Regions from separate parts of the Gossypium arboreum genome. Here region 2 is linked to region 1. A link is a contact called in public Hi-C data. All regions are on one chromosome and are shown on one strand. The core of a region is the stretch at or near the end of the contact, and the rest is flanking DNA. Distances in the headings are between cores, read along the strand shown.

Region 1 (3,924 bases), core at 423-2,922:
TACATTTTGCTTCAATGTAGCTTCAAATGCCGATTTTGATTTTAGAACTGCATGTTCTATTCCATCACCTGAAGATGCATTGATATGATGCCACCTGGTTTGTACAACCCCTATCAATCAACCGATTTTCTTTTGTTTTACTATTGAATATAAAGCAAGTTGCAATAAACATACGTTCCTCCTGTAACTAATTTCCATTAACAGTATGATCTTAAGCTCTCAACAACTGCCACTACCCCTAGTTCTCACAAACATTTTGCATGTGTCTCATTTGTTTATAGGACCTACATTGGTATCTAACATGAACCAACAGGGATACTTCTTTCCTTTATCCTTGGCACCATTGGCCAAAAAGTTTAGAGTTTGGGTTCAAATTTTAATATAAATTAAAATATTTAAAAAATTTATATAAATTAATATATAATATTAATACTTGATAAATGGATGTTTAATATAGTTAAATGTAAGAGTTACAAAGTTATTAGAATAATAACTAAAAGAAGTATATCAAATAAATTTTAATATCTCTTAATTTTTGACAATTATTCATGATATTTTTAATGTGTTGAAAGTGTTGAATTATCTTCCTTATCAATATTTTAAAAAAATATGAAATAAATAAATTTTAAAAATCAAGATTTACTATTATCAAATATTAAAATTACATGTAGTTTTAAAATTTACTAATATACTGAACAATTTTATAATATAAAATTAATATTTATAAATTTCTATACTAAAAATTCAATATTTAATTTTTCATATATATTTTTCATTTATCAAATAACAACTTAGTAAATATAATTTCTATGATAAATTATACGAAATATAAGATAAATTGAAAACTAGAAAATGAATTAGTTATTTGTAAAAAAAATAATCATGAAGCCAACATATAACTAGTATTTAAGGGTTGGGAAGAGTTACACATAATTTTAGGCATTGTATTAAAAAATTAATAGTTTTTCACAAAATAAAACCACATATCTGCTTTTTGGTGTCATGAGAACACAATATGTCAAACACAAGATTAACACAAATACAAAATTCACACTAGCAACAACAATTTCTAAACAAAAATGTTAAATATTTCTAATCAATATTCATGAAATTTAAGATTATAAATACGATCAATCTTAATTTCTTTAAGGATTTGTATTAATACAAATATAAAAATTATTACGAATCAAGAGGTTATGAATCTCATACAAAATTAATATCTCAAAATCATTTCATTAATAAAATTGAACTTTGCAAAAAATCGTAACTCATCACAAATAAAGCTACCATTTTAGTTTTTAGAGATTAATCAGTACATCTTGTAAAGAAAAAAAAGTTGCTATTAAATTAGGGAGACTTACTTAAAAGTATTAAAATATAGTCTATATATCTTGTAAAAATTTAGAGTGTGTGTGTGAAAAATAAGAGAAATTTGAGAGATAAGTGATAAATGTTGGAAGAAAAATATTAGAAATTTTTGTGTTTTAGTGAGCGGAGAAAGATTAATTTATTTTCTTATAAAATAATTTTTTATAAACTATTTTAAATTTTTTAGTCAATTTACTAATTTATAAATTAAAAATATATATTTTGAATTGACCCTTAGGTGGCTCCATTTTGTTTCTCTTTGTTCCTTTTTCTATCATTCTAAACCCTTTTCCTATGTTATTTGACGTGTCTGCTTTATCTTGTTCTTAGCTTGTACTGCACCCATAACATGGTCCCCTTGCCTTCAGCATAAACAGTATTTACAAACTCTGACATAAGGATTTGGACAAGTCTCTTGAATCTTCAAGAGGAGAAATTATTTACAGATACTCCTCGAAAAGAGTTGTGATAACCTTCTCGACTATTTTAAAAGAAGTTATTTCATATAACTTAATTAAACCTCTTGACATTTGTTTATAAGATATAATGAGTCATTGGCTTGCAAGAACCAGTAAAAATGATATATACTGGTTCACGTGAAAATTGGGCTTGAATGCTCATAGTGCAAATTGATTAATTCCCTCTGCAAAATAAATTTATTTCTTTACAATGCAAGACAGTCAAACCCAACTTTTTATTTTAAAATAAAAATAGAGTCACCACCAATTCTTTTTCGGTCTACAAAATCCAGGAAATGAGTTCAAGAGTTAGTTACGCATAAGGAAGGATTAGTACCCTCGTAACGCCCAAAATTGGCACCTAGTTAATTACTTGATGTCTTAGCGTCGAAAATTGAGAATTCGAAGAGATTTTAAAATACGATCCCCTATTTTCATGATGTTATTTAATTAAAATATCGCTAACTAAATTAAATTTTATGGAAAAAAAACTTTCTTATTTTGAGAAGAAAAGATCATGCCCCCTAAGTTAGGGCAGGAGGTCTCGAATTCTCGAAAACAAGAATAATTGTCATTTAATTATTACCTAAGTCTACGTGTCTTGTATTTTAAATAGGATGTTTGGTTATTTCGGTTCTAGGAAGGGGCCATACTCAGTAAGTTAGGAGCACAACTCCTCGAATCCGAAAAATAATGAACATTGCCTTGGTTTTAAGTTTTTTTATGTGCTTACGTCGAAAAACGGATGAGTGTATGTAGCATAATTTACAATGTACGATAATGACAAAATTATGGTATTAACAAATAACAACATAAATAATAGAATAAAATGACAATACTATAGTGAATACAATAATAAGAAATAATAATAACAATAATAATATTCAATTAATAATACTATATGATAATAATGATAATAATAGTGAAATAATATAAAATGTATGATAATAATATAATTACATAAAATATTGATATTTGAGAAAAATTTTAAAAATATTAATTAGCAATGATAATTACTTAATAATATTAATAGTATCAATAATTAAAAATAAAAGACCAAAATAAAACAATCAAGAAATTTTTGGTAGAAAATGTAAATAGAAAAATTATAAATACTAGAAATTAAAAAAGAAATAAATGGGCTAACTCTAAAAATAAATGATTGAATTAAAATTTAAACAAAATTTAAATCATGAATTAAAAAAATAAAGAAAAGGGAAATAAAGGACTAAATTTGAAAATATAACAAAATTAAAAGCCTAAATTTTAAGGAAACAAAATATAAAGGATTAAATTAAAATGGGATAAAAAAGTACAAGGACTCAGAGTACAATTGCCCCGACCACATTTACACGTTTCATTCCCTCAGTGGGTCAACAGTGGGTTAATGGACTAAATTGCGCAAGAATAAAATAAAAGGGCAAAATATAAATGAAATAATGAACTATAAGACGAGATTGAAAAATAACAAAAAATTAGAAGGGTTAAAGTAGCAATTAGACCCTCCCCCTTGAAAGCACGTGGATCCTAGATGGATCCAGATCGGTTTATCGGGTCGTGTCAAAATGATGTCATTTTGGGGCTTCTGAAGCCAGGTCAAAATGGCATTGTTTCATTAAATCTATATAAGTTAAAAAAATATTTAAAAAACCATTTTAAACTTTTTTTTTAAAAAAAATTCTTCATTTCTTTTTTTTTCTCTCAAAACCCCTCCCCTCCAGTCACGGGGCAAGCGAGTCTCTATCGTGACCACAGGTCATCGGTGATGGCGACGGCTACCGCCACATTCAGTGGCTGGAAGTTCGATAAAAACCCTATTTAGCCCCCTGTTTCACGTAGAATGCTGATATGGGGTTAAAACCCCCAAAAGTTAAGCCAAAACTCGACAAAAAGGATGGAAACCTTTCGATTTCTACCTTTTCGACGAGGCTCTTGACGAAACCCTAGTGGATTTAGAGGCCTTTCAGGTTGGAGAAAGCCTTCTAAGAAGACGGAAGACAAGGCACGGACAACTTTAGGAGGTAAGCCTGCTAATGTGGTAGAGGCAGTGGCTGAAGGGATTAAGATTTTTTTTCTTTTTTCAGTTTAGGTTTAAGAT
Region 2 (3,924 bases), core at 944-3,443, 100 kb before region 1:
TGATACGAAAAATTCGATAACATTAAATGCAAAATAGCTGCCGGGAAGAATCCTATTTTATAAGTTAAGAATAAATTAATCCATTTACTATGTTATAGTAATTTTTTAGAAAAATTATTGTACACTTAATTTTGAAGAAAATAAGAAAAATTTAATATTAAAAACATTAATTTATCATATTTTAAAATGGCGAGAAAAGTAAAAATAACAATTTAATCACTATAGTATTTTTGGAATGCTAATTTTTCTTAGAAAGGTAGAATGCTGCGGTTTTTTTGTCACCTTAGCCATCATTTTTTAAAGTTCAAGTTTACTATGGTTTAAAAATTGAACTCTTTCTGGAAAATAGAAACAGAAATAAAAAATTTTTAAAAAAAAGGTTGGTATTTACATATCAGATCCGGTATTGAACAGTGAGGTTGTATGATGCTTGCAAGTGGTGAAGGTGACAAGGATGGCCAGGCCGAGGATAGGTCTACCAAAAAGGTGTGTCTTAAGGACGAGGGTTTAGATCCGGAGTCGTCGATTGTAGAGGAACCGGTCTCTGCACCGGTATTGTCCTGAAAAGACAAGCTGTTAGGAGGACCCTCTACCTTGGGGGAGTTGACTGGAACATCAGAAATAAAGATGGGGATGGAATCTTCTCTGGAATTTGCTGAAGGAGACATAAAAAAATCGTCCGTTAATGAAATTCCTTCTATTGTTTTTTTTTCTGAAAGGATCAATCAAATACTTATTAATGATATGGCTATGACGGTTGTGATAAAACTGCTTGACCGGAATATCGGCTTTCTTTCACTGCAAGACAAGATTTCAAACTTATGGAGACCCTCGATGTCTTTTCACCTAATGGATATAGAAAACGGTTATTTTCTGGTTAAATTTCATAGCAAAGAAGATTATGATAAAGTTTTATCTCAAGGGCCATGGATTGTTTTTGGACAGTACTTAACAGTTCAATCCTGGTCCAAGGATTTTGATCCTGCAAGACCTTACCCGAGTTTGGTCAAATCTTGGATTCGGCTTCCTAGTCTGTCGGGTCATTTGTACAATTGAAAAATCCTAGGAGATTGGAGAACTGATAGGAAAGGTTGTTATGTTGGACTTCAACACAGACAGTAGGGCCAGAGGCAAATTTTCTCGCATGTCGGTTTTCATTAATCTTGACAAACCCCTGGATTCCCAAATTCTAATAAATGGTGTTCCTCAAAGGATTCAATACGAATCTCTGTCGATTGTTTGCTTTGCCTACGGTAGATACGACCATGGAAAAGACTTTGTGTCCTTCTACTAAAACTGATACGGTGAAAGAGGGTGAACAGATTGTTGCAACTGGAAATGGGAATAATGCTATAGTGTTAGAGACGGTCGGCGGTGAGACTGAATCGGCGAACTTTGGCCCTTGGATTCTTGTTGAGAAAAAATCAAGGCGGAATCCTAGGGGAAATAGGGGATTTGGGGCTGAAATCAAGGGAAATAATTTCTTCGAATCTCGTTACATTATTCTGAATTATGCAAATCAGAAGGGTTGTGGTTTTGAAGGGATTTTAAAGGGGAAACAAATGGACATGAAATGGAAATGCTGGATAATAATAAGAGGGGCTGCTTTGCAGGCCTCTAAATGGGAAATGGCCCACTCCCTTTTCTATCAAGACTTTAGCCAACTTGGGGCTTGGGTTGTCTAAAGGCCATTTTAATGGTCATTCTCTTAATTGTGATGGGCATGGTTTGCTATCCGAGGCCCAAGTAAAAATACCCATGCAGTCGATTGGGTCGAAGATTACTTCTACTCCAGGCTAGATTAAGATCCTGGGGGACCATATGGACAGCATAAAAAATGTGGGCTTGGAGAATCCGAAATTTCCAATGGAGGATCGTTTGTTGCTTTCCCAAAATCCACCGATTCAGACTTTGTCCAATGGAGAAAAACCCCCAACGACAACCACTGATAATTTTAATGATTTTTTTTTTTTAATTCTGTTATTCCTAATGCAAACTCATCTCACTTTAATCCCACTTTTGAAGGTACAATTGAATTGCAAGTGGGAGTCAAAGAAGGGTTGCTTGATACAGGGAGCCATAGTGTTGTAACTTTTAAAGGAAATGGCTCTCATAACACAACCAAATCAAATTATGGGAACGATGCCGTTTCTGAGGGGAGACCTTCTTCGTTTCCAGTTGGTGGTAACAGTGGAAGAAAAGTGGATGATAGTCGACGTGGGAAGAAATTAAATAAAATCTTCCGCGATCCAGGGAGGAATTTTAAAGTGTCCAGCTCTTCGCAGGTTCCCTTAACTAAGTCGGTCAACTCTATGGTTGACTTAATATCGGCACAGCTAGTATCTGAGACTGGTAAGGAGCAGCCGAGGGTTCTTTTGGAAGTCTCGGTTACGATGGAACAGGACAAGTTTTCTTTTTTATTTATTTTCCAATATTTTTGCTAATGGATTTAAATATTACTATTATGTCATGGAATTGCCAAAGGTGTGTAGGGATTAATTTTTCTCGTGTTTTTAAAGAGTATAACTTGGAATACAAGCCTAACATTATGAGTTTATTAGAACTCAGAATTAGTGGTTTTAAAGCTGACGCTGTTATTGCTAAATTAGGCCTTCAAAATTCTCATCGTGTAGAAGCAGTGGGATTTTCTCGGGTTCTATGGATTGGTTGGAAAGATTATATAAAATTTGAGGTTGTTAAGAATAATACTCAATTTATTTTGACTCATGTTCTCAGTAACAGTCTATCTGAAGGTGTCTTTATTACTTTTGTTTATGGAAACTTGAACAGAATGAAACAAAAATTCCTTTGGAAAAGATCTTAAGAGGTTCCCTAATGGGCCGGTCCCTTGGATGGCTATAGGGGATTTCAATGCCATTCTTTCTGGAAGTGATAAGGTTGGAGGTCGCTTGAATGGTAAACATTGTTCTCTTTTTGGAGATTCTGTGGACTCTTTGGCTTTGCAGGATTTAGGCTTCAAGGGCCCTACATTTACTTGGCAAAGAGGTAGGGTCTTTGAAAGGCTTGATCAAGCCATTGGTAATGATGAGTGGATCAAAGCTTTTCCTTAATTGTATGGTCTCCCATCTTCCCAGAATCAAGTCAAATCATCATCCCATTTTTTTCTTGCTTAAACCGTAGCCTTCGAACTTCGCAGGACGTACGTTTTGATTTCTGGCAAGTTGGACCGGACACAAATACTTTTCTGATTTTATTTAAAAAAATGGAATTTTAATGGTAGCATGTTCAAGACCCTCATTAGTTTTTCTGCTAATATTTCGGTTTGGAATAAAATTGTGTATGGTCATATTAGGTCGTGGAAAAAACAGCTTTTACACAGGTTGGCTAACATTCAAAGGGTTTTGGGAAGATCTAATGCAGATCGCTTTCTTCTTATTGAGATGCAGGTTGGGGAAGAATTGGAATCTGTTTTGCACAATGAAGAGTTGCTTTAGAAGCAAAAGTTTAGATGCAATTGGTTGCAACTTGGCGATCTTAATTGTCGAAACACTTTTTTGAAATCGACTTATTTTGAAAACGAAAATGGAGTCGCCACCAATCCTTTTTGTTAGGTGTGATTGAATCACCTCGTAATTTGATCATTTTTTGTAAAAGTTTCATATTTACAAGACAGTGATTTTTAGTTTACAAAACCTAGCAAATGGGTTCGAGAGGTCGGTTACGTACAAGGAAGGATTAGCACCATCGTAATGCCCAAAATTGATAGCTAGTTGATTAATTGATATCTTGGTGTCGAGAACTGAAAATTTGAAGAAAATGTAAGATACGATCCCACCTTGCATAATGATATTTTTAATTAAAGTCACTTGAGTAAATTAAAACATATGTGAAAGGCCTTCTTATCTCGAGATAAGCAAAAGGGTCGTGTCCCTTAAGTTAGGACACGACATCTCGAATTCTCAA

The links. A called contact is a pair of places that touch in the nucleus more often than the background predicts.
Region 2: a Hi-C map of leaf shows a contact between it and region 1, with 2.9 times the contacts expected there. The contact joins two enhancer-like sites. A contact is called at or near these places in 2 of 5 Hi-C or Micro-C datasets (both in leaf).

The regions. Positions count from the first base shown.
Region 1 is chr3:10,650,914-10,654,837 of ASM2569848v2, reverse strand. No RefSeq gene overlaps it. Among protein-coding and RNA genes, the nearest start is that of LOC108474918, 9.0 kb to the right of the region's middle. Within about 2 kb of position 1,672, at least 1 of the 2 cell types and tissues checked has an H3K27ac peak or open chromatin away from gene starts, as enhancers often do. A contact at or near this core is called in leaf, where this site is marked.
Region 2 is chr3:10,753,215-10,757,138 of ASM2569848v2, reverse strand. No RefSeq gene overlaps it. Among protein-coding and RNA genes, the nearest start is that of LOC108474477, 6.9 kb to the left of the region's middle. Within about 2 kb of position 2,193, at least 2 of the 2 cell types and tissues checked have an H3K27ac peak or open chromatin away from gene starts, as enhancers often do. A contact at or near this core is called in leaf, where this site is marked.